Regions from separate parts of the Anser cygnoides genome. Here region 1 is linked to region 2. Evidence: chromatin contacts called from public Hi-C data. All regions are on one chromosome and are shown on one strand. The core of a region is the stretch at or near the end of the contact, and the rest is flanking DNA. Distances in the headings are between cores, read along the strand shown. Region 1 has its middle 17 kb from the start of PTP4A3. Region 2 has its middle 45 kb from the start of GPR20.

What was found. Hi-C and Micro-C count contacts between places; a contact is called where the count stands out from the background.
Region 1: a Hi-C map of fetal liver shows a contact between it and region 2, with 2.4 times the contacts expected there. The contact joins two enhancer-like sites. A contact is called at or near these places in 5 of 7 Hi-C or Micro-C datasets (fetal liver, granulosa cells and liver).

The regions. Positions count from the first base shown.
Region 1 is chr2:159,966,540-159,973,173 of Taihu_goose_T2T_genome, forward strand. No RefSeq gene overlaps it. Among named protein-coding and RNA genes, the nearest start is that of PTP4A3, 17 kb to the left of the region's middle. Within about 2 kb of position 4,067, at least 1 of the 3 cell types and tissues checked has open chromatin away from gene starts, as enhancers often do. A contact at or near this core is called in fetal liver, where this site is marked.
Region 2 is chr2:159,902,595-159,909,355 of Taihu_goose_T2T_genome, forward strand. No RefSeq gene overlaps it. Among named protein-coding and RNA genes, the nearest start is that of GPR20, 45 kb to the left of the region's middle. Within about 2 kb of position 4,692, at least 2 of the 3 cell types and tissues checked have open chromatin away from gene starts, as enhancers often do. A contact at or near this core is called in fetal liver, where this site is marked.

The DNA.
Region 1 (6,634 bases), core at 2,817-5,316, 63 kb after region 2:
CTCCCTGGGGGCTGACTTTGCAAGCACCAATGGAAATCTCTGGAGGGTAGACAGGAAACTTCTGGTAATCCTCATCCAAATTTTCTTAACCTCCAAGAGAAGTGCTTCTTCTGCATCACACCTCCAAGCTGGACCTGGGTGGTCTTGGGAGAGCAGGCAGTGTCCATAGGCACCCACTTAGCCTTGTCCCTTATTTTCCTTTAATTTTTTAACTGTTGGGGAAGGGGGCTTCCAAGAGCATCTTGGAGGGGTGGGTAAGAAACGGGAGGGTGCTCTGCTGGCAGTCATCATGACCCATCACAGCTGAGAGCCCCAATTCTGCCCAGGCATCAGTACCCACAGCCACTATGGGTTGACCAAGTCCTGAGCTTGAAAGCAGGATTTGGCTCACGTGCTTTCCCTCTGGGACGTGGAAAACCTTTGTCAGATGCGAGTCCACTGTACAGGTGTGAAATGAATTATCTGTTCCATTTCCCTGGAGTAGATAAGCATCGCTGGCTATTTTTGAACCCACTGATGAAGACATTTAGACCCGACAATGTTATGGGCCAGAGCCAAAACTACGTGAGCCAGTGGTGAAGCTCGTGATGTGTTGTGTGCTTAAGGTTAAGGGTTTCCTTAGGGTCTGATGGGCTTAGGAATGAGACCCCAGCACCCTCTGAGGGCAGTGCTAATGTTTAGCATAGGATCAAACAGGGTTTTGGGCAGTTTTTTCCGAGTAACGGGGCAGTTTCATGCTTAGGATGAGGGATGGTGAGGCACAGTGCCATTAAGATGAGGTGTCCAAGTACAGTAAAATGAGATTAACAGAGCCAGCAGGGGAAAGACAGTAGGAAACATATAGCTCTACAAAGAAGAAGCAAGAAGCTGGGACAGGCAATCAAATGACCTCTTTACAAATAAATGGTAGGTACCAAAGAGGTGGGTCTGGTCAAGAAGAAACTTTCACATCCATCAAATTCTTTGTGAGGGTCCTTCTGGAAGGGAGAGAAGCAGCAGCTGCCATGTGCCTTGGCTCCTGCAAGGCTTTCATCCCTGATTTTCTCCCAAACCATCTAAAATGTATGGCTCGGATGCTTGTTAACGTGGCCTCCTAGAGGGGAAGGGAAAGGTGAGCGTGGCTCTGCAGGGTGGATGAACTAAGAGAGGAGGCTTATTTGATCTGCAGAACGTGACGAAGACCGCGAATGGCACTGGAGGATGAAGCTGGGATGTAGGGCGGCTTCATCTTAGGGGAGGAATAGCCAAAAAGAAAGTAGAGTGAGCTTCAGCTGGGAGAGACACGGGGTGGAATAAGGCAGCAGCAGCTGCACAAATACAGAATGGGGAACAACCGGTTTGGGCAATGGGTTACCAGGCGAATGTGAGTCAGGAAATCCACCCGCTTCTAGAGGGAGCAGAGAGCACGCTGAGAGGTGTAAACAAGCACATAGCCCGGCCTGAAAGTCAAAGTTACGTGCTTGGAAGTGGGGCAGTGTATTTTTGTCACCGTGCTCTAAGTCAGGAAAAGAATGATAGAAAGAGCTGGGAAATCTAACGTAGGAGGAAAAGCTTGCAGAACTGGGGTTTTTAGCTTAAGAAGGAGAAGCCCAGTCCCCCTGGGTTATCACAGAGGTCTTCGTGATGTAAGAATTCACTGTAACAGAAAAAGAAATGTTGGCACAGCCTGCTGAATTTCTCTTACAAATACATCCTGAATTCTCCTGAGATTAAATATGGCTCAGTTAATAGGAGAGGCCATTCTTCTGGGAACCAGCATCACATACAGATAACTAATGATTACGAACGCTGCAGGATATGAGAGCCTGAGCAAAGTTTTTGACTGCGAGGTGCTCCAGCAACTCTTAACTCACTGTGGACATCTGGGATTTGATAAAGCCGTTGCCAAAAAGGAGTGCGGAGATGTACTAATTATATAGACTACAGTGCAGCAACGATGCCAGCATAACTCTTATTCCTGCCTATATTCAGTATGATATTCATTGTCAGCTGAAATCTCTTGGGAACTTTGCTCTTTTCTTTTTATTGAGCCTGGCTGTTTAATGGCTATTAAAACCGAGCGGTATTATTCATTCTGAAATAGCATGTCCAGCAAATGAAGTTATATTTTTCTTTCGCTCTTAAATCCAGTCTGTTACAGATTAATTTGCAGTTCCTAATGGCTCGAGCAGCATGAGGTAATATTTCAGGAGATGGGTTGTTTTTCTGCCTGTCTGTGCCCCTGCAGATGTGAACAGATAAATCAGGGTGTGGAGTATCTGTCCTCGCTGAACGAGTCAAATGGTGAGGACAGGGAGTGCTCCTCCAGCGAACGTTGAGCCATGCTTCCCTTTAGATATGATGAGGGCATGGTCTTCGTGGTCTTCAGGGATGCAAGCAAGGCCATGGTCTTCACCAAGGATGCAAACAAGGCCGTGGTCTTCGCCAAGGGTGCAACCAAGGCCACCCAGGGCTGCCAGCAGGAGGCCCTGCAATCTCAGGAAGAATGTGAAATGCTCACCGTGCCATGGACCTGCTGCCCAAATCCTGCTCAGGAGGTGTCAGCAAGGAGATCCCCATGGTGCCTGGTCCCAAGAGCTCTTATGCCAGTCCCACATATGTTGATTAAGGTGTTCAGTGCCTTCTGATCAAGCAGGAGCATCTTCAAACGCGCTGTCCAAGACTTTGATAGCCTCAATGGGCAAGAGGCATCTCGTGGCCGGGAGCGGTGGCTGCGGCAGCAGGTCCCTCAGCTGCTCGATCTGCTCTGCTGCCAGCCCTTCAAACACTGGGAGAACCACATAAGGCAACAAGCCCCAGGTGAGTAAAGAGGAATGCAACAAATAAACGGCATATCCAAATCAGTTCAGATTGATTTTATAACAAATAAATACCGGCTTTCTGGGCTGTGAGCTGTTTTGTTTTATTTGCAAGGGTCTGCCCCCAGCTGCCAGGGCTCTGGTGTCTGAGCAAAGCCACCCTGGCCATGCTCAAACAGCAGATGTGGGTGGAAGAACAATGAATTTCCCAGGTGCTTTTTTCTCCTTTTGCTGGCAGCCTTCACCCCCTGAGCTGCTCCGAGATAAAACAGTGAGGAGAGAAGGATTCAGCCCCTCCTGCCTCTCACATGGCTCTGCAAAGCAGCAGCGCAGTGCTCTGGCTTTCGTTTGCCGGTGGCGGTGGAGAGGAGCTGACAGAGCCTTGGCCTCTTCCTCTTCCTCCTCCTCCTCCTGCTCTTCATCCCCAGGAGCTGGGACTTCCTGTGGTTTGGCAGGAGCTCTGTAAACACGCTCCCTAAAGTGCCTCTCCCCCCACCGCCTGCCACCACCGCAAGCCCTTGCAAGAGAGGAAACACCGCTGCCGGGAACGTGGAAGGGGATTTCCATGAGGTCGGCCTCCTTCGGTCCTCTGCGGGGCTGGAGGATGCCAGGATTCCTCCCACCAGCCCCAGACGATGCTGGAAGATGTCCCATTCCACCCGGTGTAGGGTTGGGACAGCACCCAAACAGCACCGGGGGGGTTCAGCTGGCTCCATCCTGGTTTTGGAGAGCACCCCACTTGCCTTACAAAATGGGAGGGAGCCCTGTGTCCTCACTGGCCACGGTCCTGTCCCTGGCACAGCTGATAGCTGTACAGTTTCCTGCTTTCTTGCTGAATTTGGGGTGCCTCCCAGCGGGGTCCTGTCTCCAAACCCTTCAGTCCCCATCGAAGGGTGCCCGGGCATGAGCAGTGCCAGCTCGCAGACTGCATGGAGAGTTAAATATCTGGGCTGCGGACCATTTTGTGAGCCAAAATCCCATTTCTGCTGGGTTACAGCCACGTACCTCCCTCTGCACCCCAAGGCTTAGGGCCGTGGCCTGAGGCAGTGAGATATCCCCCTCCCATCCCCTCTTCCCCCTTGAGGTGTCAGATCCTGGGCCGTCAGCACGTCTGGTGTCGGGACCATCTCCAGGTGCCTGGACCAGGACACCTCCTGAGGGCCACCCCAACCCGAATCACCCAACGGTCAGACCTCGGATTTTGGGGAGGGAAAGGGGTTTTCCATGGCTTTCCAATGTGGGGACCGGGGCAGGGGGGACAGAGAGTAAATGCAGTGCATGGGTGACATCTAATGTCATATTGGGGTAACACAGGCTGCTTGTTCCAAGCTTAATCCTACTAATTGCAGGGGCTTCGGTGTGAGAGGAAGGATCGGGCCCATCTGGCTCTGAAGGGGCACTTTCTTCGCAGGGGAAAGGAGAATATTCACAACATTTCACTTCCAGCTTCGCACCGTGGAATCGAGACACCGGGCTGCTCTGCGCCGCTGCCATCCTGCTGGGATCTGCCCCAAATTCCCCTGCCAGGGGACAAATTGCAAGGGGGGCACCATCTTCCCCCCTCGGTGGACACCTGCAGTGAGGATCAAGCCGCCTTTTCCTCCACACCTGCCCAATGTCCCCATGCCACCAACCCTGTGCCCCACAACTATAATTAGCTAATTTTTCCTCAATGCTAATCAATCAATGCTAATTTTTCACTGGCAGAAAACAAGAAACTTGTTTTTACATCAGGGGAACCTTGTTTCTTAGGGAGGGTGGGTTTGAATGGCTCGCCCATCTCCAGGACATTTTTTGGGGATAGGAAGTGACTTTGAAAGTTTTGCTTAAAATTTTGGGGTTTGGGTCTATAAAAGACTCTGCACTTAAGAAGTTCGGTCAGTTTGTATTTTGAAATAAACCGTTTTTAAAGCACTGAAAGGGAAAACTCAGGGCTGAATACATTTTGCTTGGCAAGACCCACTTTTCAAATACTAATATTTGATGTTTTGCTTTGTGTACAAATATTTGACTTTTTGCTTTGCTTTCTGAGAGTGTATGTGTGCCTCTGCACATATGCGTATAAAGGTACTTAAAAAGACTCTTGCAAAACACCAAAGAGCTGGGAAGAAGGACTCCTCCACTACGTCTTTGGAAGAGGTCCATGTTAAGGACTATTCCCATCTCCCTGCTTCGTTAGGTCTTCACAAATAGAAGCTAATCAGCAAGACTATTTCTCCCCACTTGTCTATTAGGAGAAAGCAATTAAATGAGAGCTGTGGCTCCCGGTATGCACTTAGCCTGACCGTGGCTATTTCTCCTCCCAGCATGAAGAATGCCTTTAGGGCTGCAGGTTCTGGGGGTGTCAGGCTCTTGGGGGATGCTCTCTCTGCTGGTCTCTGGCACATCCTCCAGGAAAGGGAGGGATGAGCCTGCTCCGGGGGCACAGCTCCAGATGGCCCTGCTGCTACTGGGGTGATCTGCTAGGGTAGACTTGAAGGAAAAGGTCAGACAAATCAAAGGATGGAGACAGACAGCTCAGCCTTGGCCCTTTAATATATTTCCCAAAATAACGGGAATAACAAGAGTATTTGGCTCATCCCTAACGTGTCATGCTGTGTGGAGGCTGGACCCTCCACTTTCCCGGAGTGCTAAATTAATTTGCTGGTGTTTATATTTGCAGAAACTCTTTCAGAGCCTTGGGGAGCCACTTACAGCCCCATCAGTGGCTTACTGAACCCAGGAAAACACGCGCCATTAGGACCAAAGCAAACCCCAACTGTTCCTCTCCTGCCTAATGACAGCAATTAGCGCTTGATGACACTCTGCAAACATTAGTTAATTATTCCTCAGAGCTTCCTCTGGGAGGAGAGATGTTATTTTTAGCGTGTTTTGCACAGAGGGAAACTGAGGCAGGAGAACTGAGGAAGGGACAGAGATGGGGACAGAGGCCAGCACTGTGGCTGCAGTCCTGAACATGCCCCCTGCTTCTCTGTTTGCCCTAAGTGCATCAAAACACGTATTTCCTAGTGCCAGAAGGCTTTTTTGGATAGGAAGCAGCATTTTATTTTTATTTTTATTTTTTCAAAAAGGGGCATTTGCCTTAACCCACCAAGCAAAACATTTTTTTTTTTTTTTTTACCTCCAAACTGGCCATTTTTGGAGAACGAAAATCAAGGATATTTTTGGCTTTCCTGTTTCTGCTTCTTCCTGCTCTCTCTCTCATTCCGCCTTTTCAGGGCAAAACTCAAAGAAATTGAGAAAAGCAGAAAACTTTAACATGTTGAAATGCATGCCCGAAAGAGAAAGAAGGGCTAGAATCCCTTCATGTGCAGAAATCAGCTAGGAAACTTCTCAACTCCTCCCTGATGGTGTTTAAGTAGCTCCAGTATTTTACATGACATGATTATTATATTTTTTTCAAAGACAGTCATTTATTACTCTTATTTTTATTATTTTTTAATTTATTTTATTATTACTTTTTTTTTTTTTTTTTTTTTTTCACTGGAGTTTTACTGTCTTGTGAAATCCCTTAGCTGCTGGAGAGGACAGATATTTGGTAGGTTTGTCTAGGTAGGTGAAAGAAATATACATAAGCCTGCTTCATAAAGATGCCAGGCACAACGCTGGTGTCAAGTCATGTAACTTTATTGTTAGTTTTGCAATATTTGAGGTTTTCCCTGATATATCTAGCTCCTGGGACCCTCTAACATATGATATTCTCAGGTTTCATGATCAAAAAGTGAATGCTGGCTGGGAAACGCAAGCTGGGAATACAGCCGAAAGATGCCAAGGTTGTTGCTGCTGCTGCTGTTGTTATTATTATTCATAAATGTCAAAGTCTCTTGTGGGTTTTG
Region 2 (6,761 bases), core at 3,442-5,941:
GGATGAAACTCTCTGCTGAGCTGCACACTTTGTTTAGGGGGGAGCAGAGCTGAGAAATGGTCGTGAGCCCCCTTTTTCCTTGGGGGGATGAATTCAGAGCAAGGCTGGGCTCTGACGGAGCAGTTTGCAGAGGTCTGCAGAGCAGACACTGCTCTCCATCACTCCCGGGGTTAGCAGTCCCCAAAGCCATGCCAGTCACAAGGATGGTTTATGGCCTCCCAAAAGAGCCAGTTGCAGAGTTGGGTTGCAAACCACCAGAGAAGGCTTAGCAAACCCAGCAGGGATGCTGCTGGCACAGCGAGCTGCTTTTACACCACACCCCGGCTTTTTTTTTTTTTCCCTTGTTTTCCTAAAGAAGCAAGATTTATGTGAATCATCCTGGGCAGTTTCAACCCAAATGACGCTGAGGCTGAAAAGCCCTCAAGGAGGTTATGTTCCCTCCAGATTTTCGGGGGAAAAGCAGCCACTGCCCTTGGGGAGCATGGCATTGAGGGGAACCTTCCTCTGCTTGGCAGGATCAGGGCGAAGCCTCCCTAAAACCACGGGGCAAAAAAAACCCCAAAAAACAGTCTGAGACCCGAGCCAGGCCTCCACATGAGCCGGGGTGGAGCTCCTTGAGCCGGGAGAAGCCGGGGAGGGCTGGAAGGGCAGTGCTGGGCCACCCCGCCCTGTCTGCTTGGCCAAAGCTCTTCCTCTCCCCTTGATCCCATGCCAGCAGCTCTCCCGCTGGAAACACACGGCAGTGATGTTTTGGGGTGCCCTGCCCCAGGCTCCTGTGTGTCACGGTGGTGCCAGGTCTTGCACTGACAGCTCCTCATGGTGGGGTCTCCATGCGGCATCGTGACCATCACTCTGGCTTTCAGGGCTCCCAGCTCTCCTGTTCTGGGCTGGACAAGGGAATAAAGTTGGGAATCACCTCTCTTGGCTGCCCACATCCTCTGCAAATCATGCCTGTGATTGCACCAGCCTGATGTTGAAGGAGACCATGGGACCAGGTAGTTTCTCACCCAAACTGTCCACCAAGCCAAAGTGGGTTCGGGGTAGGGTCCCATGCTTGGCACTGTGTGTCCATGCTGGACTGAGCCCATCCATGGGCTAACAGGGGATGCTTTTGGCATCTCCTTCCACTAACAGCAGGACAAGTGATGCTGGGAGTGCTCTGCTGCCTGGTGGGAGGACACAAACCAGGTTCCCTGTTCGGTTAGTCCATCAGGAATGGGCAAACCCGGCCCTGTGATGATGAGCAGAAGAGAACCGAAAAGGCAGGACGCTTGGATTCATCTTGCCGGGTTGTCATCTCCCCCCTCCAGATTTATCACCCGCTGCTAATTGGAGGCAGCCGGCTCCGACTGATGTGGACAAGCCCTGGTTGCGTGCTCGCAGGCGGGGGGAGCAGGCTTTGTCCCCCCCAAGCAAAGGGCTCCTTGGCCGCTCGAGCTCTGCTCGTGTCCTCAGAAGCTCGCAAGCTGAGCGGGGCGGCGATGGAGAAAAATGCAGGGCAGCAAAAGCAAAGCTAGGAATTGATTTTCTAGGGTGAGCACAGCCCAGAGCTAAGCTTTTCTTCCAGCACCAGACTTTCATAGGGGGACAATTATATTTATTTATTTATTTTTTCGGTGTGGCCCAAACAGACCCCAGAGGGGAGAAAACTAAACCCGCTGCATCCTCCTGGTGCAGTCAAACCCAAAGACAGCATCTGCTTTCACCTTCCCGTTTGCCAGGAGCTGTGGGTCCCAGCCCCCTTGGACCCCCCTCCCTGGATGGAGGCAGAGGAAGCGACCCCTCCCCAGCTATTGTCTGCCCACCCTGAGGATCCCCCCATTGTCTTCCTCCCCCCCCCCATCGCCTTCCTCGCACCCGGGGAGTCCCCGCGAGCCTCGGTGGGAGGAATCTGGGCTGAGCTTGCAAGGAGCGTGAGGGCCCCGCGGCGCAGTTTGGTTTGGCAGCCCTGTGCGGACAATAAAAGGTCAGGCTGCAGAGGAACTTGTTTTGGGTTTATTCCCTGGCTTTTGTTCAAGGCTGTGTCCTTAAGGACGCTGATTCTCTACCCTGGTGGCAGGCTGAGAGCATGGGTGGGCAGATGGCTCTTTGTGCCGGCTGCTTTTTAATGTTGTAGATGATTTTGCTGGAGGAGAAGAGAAAAATGGGGTGGGTGCAGGCACCAAGACAGCAGTGGGACTGGGCACTAGGATCTGGCTCGGTCTTGGGTCCAAAACCTGAGACATCTTCTTTTATGGACTGATGTCTTCCTGAGCTTCTCAGGGAAGGGGTGGCCTCCTCCAGCATCATGTCTGACCCTAGAGTCCATCCCGATCCTTGCCATCCTGCAGCCCGTGAGTCAGAGCCCACTGCACGCTGTTAACACCCAGAAAGGGCTTTGCAGCCTCACCCAGCTGCACCTGGAGCATCTCTCCACCACCACCACCTCCTCTCCTTGGCAGCTCTACAAAGCCACAGGGGGATGCTGTGAGCCCCCGTGAGCCTAGCCAAATTGCACCTACTTCCTACCTGGGCTTCCCAAAAAACCTCAGCACGCAATAGGGAAACCCATTCTTGGACAAAGAGCAGCTGCTTGAAGCTCAACCCGAGCAAGACTGAAGCTCAGCTCCATGGGAGATGCAAAGGCTTTGATGAGCAGGCCAGCATCTCCTCTCAGTCTCCAGGACCCATACTAATGTGGTGCTAAGCCTCGGGAGCCTGCTGAACAGCTCAGCTGCCTTTACGGGCCAGACACGTCTAGGAGTGATGTCAGGCTAATAATAACAGGCTGATGGTTAATAATAACAGTCTGATGTAGGATCTGATTCATAAAAACATAGAGAACAGTAATATAAAAAATGCCAGTCAATGTGGTTTTATATCAAAAAGGTCTCGTTGTACCAACTTGATTTTGTTCTTTTAGATCGTAAGATTGGTTTATAAACGTTACTGCATGTGCAACATGCTTGTAAAATGCTTGATTTGTACAACGTGGCATTGCAGGGGAGGGAAAAAAGCCCCATACAACATCAGTAGAGCACATGTGAAATGAGCTAAGCATTGGCCAACTGACAGATCTCAAAAAGCGGTGATCAATGGGGAGTCGTTAATGACTGGATCTGTTTCTTCTGAGGAAAATCCAAAGCCACGCAGTATTTCCCACCAGCAGGCTGGAAATGAACCCTAAATTGCTCCTGGTGAAGCCGGGAAGGGATTAAAAATAGTGGAGCGGTGTGGACAGATAGCCACAGGGAGTGGTCATTTGGATGCAGAGTTCAGCCCAGCCAGGCAGAAAAGTTTTATCCCTGGGGAAGGGGACCTCAGCGAGGGCTGGAGAGATTGAGGTGTGCAGCTCAGCCTTGTCGATGGCACGATGGATCGTGTGGGAACAGCTGATGGAGCCAGACATCTTTCTGCAGAGCTTTGTGTTTGGTAAACCTTCATCTTAGGAGAAAAACTCCCTCAACTCAAAACAGATGAGAGGTTGAGTATGGGGTGCATGTGGGAAAGTGATTTATCTGTTTTGGATGGTGTCTGAGATTGGGTGTAACGTTTGGGTCTGGTGTCTGCTCTCCATAGAGGATGCTGAAGGTAACAGTGAGAGGCTGAGGACTTGGACATCCCACCAGGCTGCTGCAGCTCAACAAATGTCTGCCCATCCCTTGGACCATGCTGATCACAGAAAAGCTGCATTTCTCTCCACAGCCAAAAGCAGCTTTCTGGGCTTGGTAAAGTTGTTTCATGGACCATGCTGTGCAGAAAGTCATATTAGCTGGGCCTTCATAATTATTGGTGAATTGTGTTTGTGGGGAGCATGCAGTTTGGACATAGGTCCCTCTACAGCTGGGGATGCCTTGACCCTAAAACAAGGTGTTGGAGGAGACAGCCACAGCTTTAGGAGAAGGTGCATGTCCCAAGAGGAATAGCTCTCTGGAGTCTGTTGCAGCTTTGCATCCTATAAGCTGTAAGATATTTTTTTCTCTGCTGGGATCACCGTGGGACCGCTGGATAGCCCAGGCTGGAAAGGACCCCAGCCCAGCCTCCTGATCAAAGCAATGTTAGCTACTGGGGTCATCCCAGCCTGCTCAGGGCTTTGTCCTGAGACCCTCCCAGGATGGAGTGTGCAGATGAACAGGCTGTGGAGCTGCACCCACAAGGACTCAGCCACACTTTGTGTCTGGGCCACTTGGCTACAGGTGGGGTAGATACAGCTGTCACAGCAGGCTGTTTTTCGGCTGTTTTTGGATGTTTTCTGCACTGCCAAGTTGAGTTATCTCCTTCCAGTTAGCACACGCGGAAGGTTTAAAACCCAGAATGAGCCCCAAGACCTTTGCCCCTGGCATTTGGCAGCACCCGGTGAGTTTTCATATGATCCCTCTTGATTACAGCCCTGCTTCGGGGTGCTGAGCATCCACACACCAAAATCAAGACCCCTCTCAGTGCCTTGAGCCCGGATCCCTGCCCTCTGTCACCCACCGTGAATCGGTCCCGGGCTGAAGTCAGCACCGCTTCCAGCGCCGCGGTTATCCCCACGAGGCGGAGGAGGCAGCCCTCGCATCGTGCTTCTCCCGGCACCCAGCTGGCAGGTCTCTAATTATCTCCCACCCCCGGTCCTTGGCCCGAGCCCCGGCTTGGCCGTGACACGTCCCTGGAGGCTGCCCGGTTCCTGTGGGAGAGCCGCGCAGCCTCCCCTGCTCCGCGAGCCCCAAGGGAGATGTTGCAACAGAAACCAGCACCTGCAGCCAGGGATAGGCATTTTCCACCGCCGCTGCTTTCTGCAGGGAACTCCCTGGCTGCACACGTAGCTCTCCGTCGGGATGCGGGAGAGGCTGTCAGTTTAAATTTTTATTATAATTTTTTTAAGGGTGCTCTGACACAGATCCAGGTGGCTGTTTGGCAGCGGCGCTTTCTCCTTGGCTGCTGACACTGTCAGCAAATGACTCAGCCCTTTCCAGGCTCCGTGCAAGCCTCTTCTCCTCCTGCCACTCAAACATTTTCTCTCCCTGATGGCTGAAATGAGTTCTCTGCCCCTCAGGTCCTGCCTGGCGAGCAGGGCAGCATGACTCCCTGGCATGGTCACATCAAGGAGCAGCGATTTGCAAAAATCCCTTCTGAAGCGTGGGGCTGGTGGCATGTGCCTGGGCAAAGCATTTCTCTTTCCCCTCCTTGTTCTGTTTGCAGGGAAAGCTCCCAGGGCAAAACCCACCTCCAGCGATCCGAGTCCCTGTACCTTTGCCAAGCAGCACTTAATTTCTCACTTGACTTTTTAGCTGCATTTCTTGAGAACATTTTAATTTTCTTCCCAACCCAAGATCTGCCCTACATTTTCGTCCTTAGGAACACGGGAGTTTCCAGATACCACAGTGCAAGTGGGGCAGCACCTCCCATCCTCCTGTGCCTGATACATGCCCCGGCCCCACAAAGCTCTCCAGACCCCAGGGAGATGTGGGACCTTCTCCCCCACAGCCTGCCATCACCTCACAGCCTCTCCCTGATGCTGTTGGTGTTGTTGTTGGAAGTCCCTTTGCAGACAGCTCCATGTCCTCAGGTGGAGATGTTGCAAACCCCGAGCAGGTTGATGGGAACAGTGAGAGAGGTGTTATGCCCAAGAGAAGGTGGTGTTGGCTTTGAAATCCAATAACACTCTGAAAAAAACAAGGGGAGGTTTGTCACAGCTCAGTGTGCTGCAAACGGGGAACAAAGTGGCACTCATGAAGCATTTTTTATCCAGTTTCATGAACCTGGACCATGGCTTCACTGAAGTCTCTGCTGCTTTTTCCTCCATGGCTCTGCTGAGAGCTGGCTTTCTGACATGGGTTAATAATGTTGATGGAGTGAGTTTAGAGTGATCGGTCATCTCCCAAGGCTTTGCGGGTCTCCAGAGTGGGTCTCCATGTGAGCTGGATGTCTGCAGGAGTTTGGTCCCTCATGAGTCTCCAGTATCGACTCTTGACTAGATACCTGCTGACTGGAGAGCTGGGGATGAGACCACGCGATGGATGCCCACCTTGAGCTGGCTGGATCTCACTGATTTTGGTTCTGGCATGACTGAAGGCTCTGAGATATGTGGTTTTGGTAGGCTCACAGGTACCCACTCCTCCACCGAGGAGCTGCGAGTTGGGAAGAGATGCCAGGACCCACGAGTGACCAACCCAGACCCTTCCAAACACCCCAATTTGCTGGGCTTCTGTCATGCTCCTCTTGAGGACGGGTGCATGGAGAGGCACCAGCCTGGCCTGGAGCAGAGTTGGGGGCTGGCCTGCAAAGGGGTGCATGATTTTTGGTGACGGAGGGCGAGGAGGAATGCAGGCAGGTAGGAGACAGCATGTACGGGCAGGAGCGCGGGCGGGTGTTCCTCCAGCACACATGCTTGCGTTCAAGAAGTCCCCCTGGCCCTTCTGGTGGGGAGGAAAGGCAGCAATTAGGCTGATTGAAGGCCCAGTTGCTTATTGCACAAACCTGGAGGCAGTGCCCCTTGCAGCTGCCTGGTTCAAAGCGGGTGGGGAGATAAAGATCTGCCTTGCAGAGCGCTTGGGGAGCGCTGGGGCGAACCAAGGACATCTTTGGCTACGGTGCCCCGGTGTGATCTGACCTGCAATTCTCCCTTCTTGCAAGCCGGCATCTTGCTGAAAAGTCTCCCTGAGCCTACAGCAGTGCAAGGGGACTTTCCTCCCCCCTTCCCTGCTTACCCCACCCAAACCCCTGTAATTACTCAGGAGCTCACACAATTAGCGTCAGCCTTCCTTCCTTACCAGTCTGTTCTTGCAAACTGCTGTTCCTTG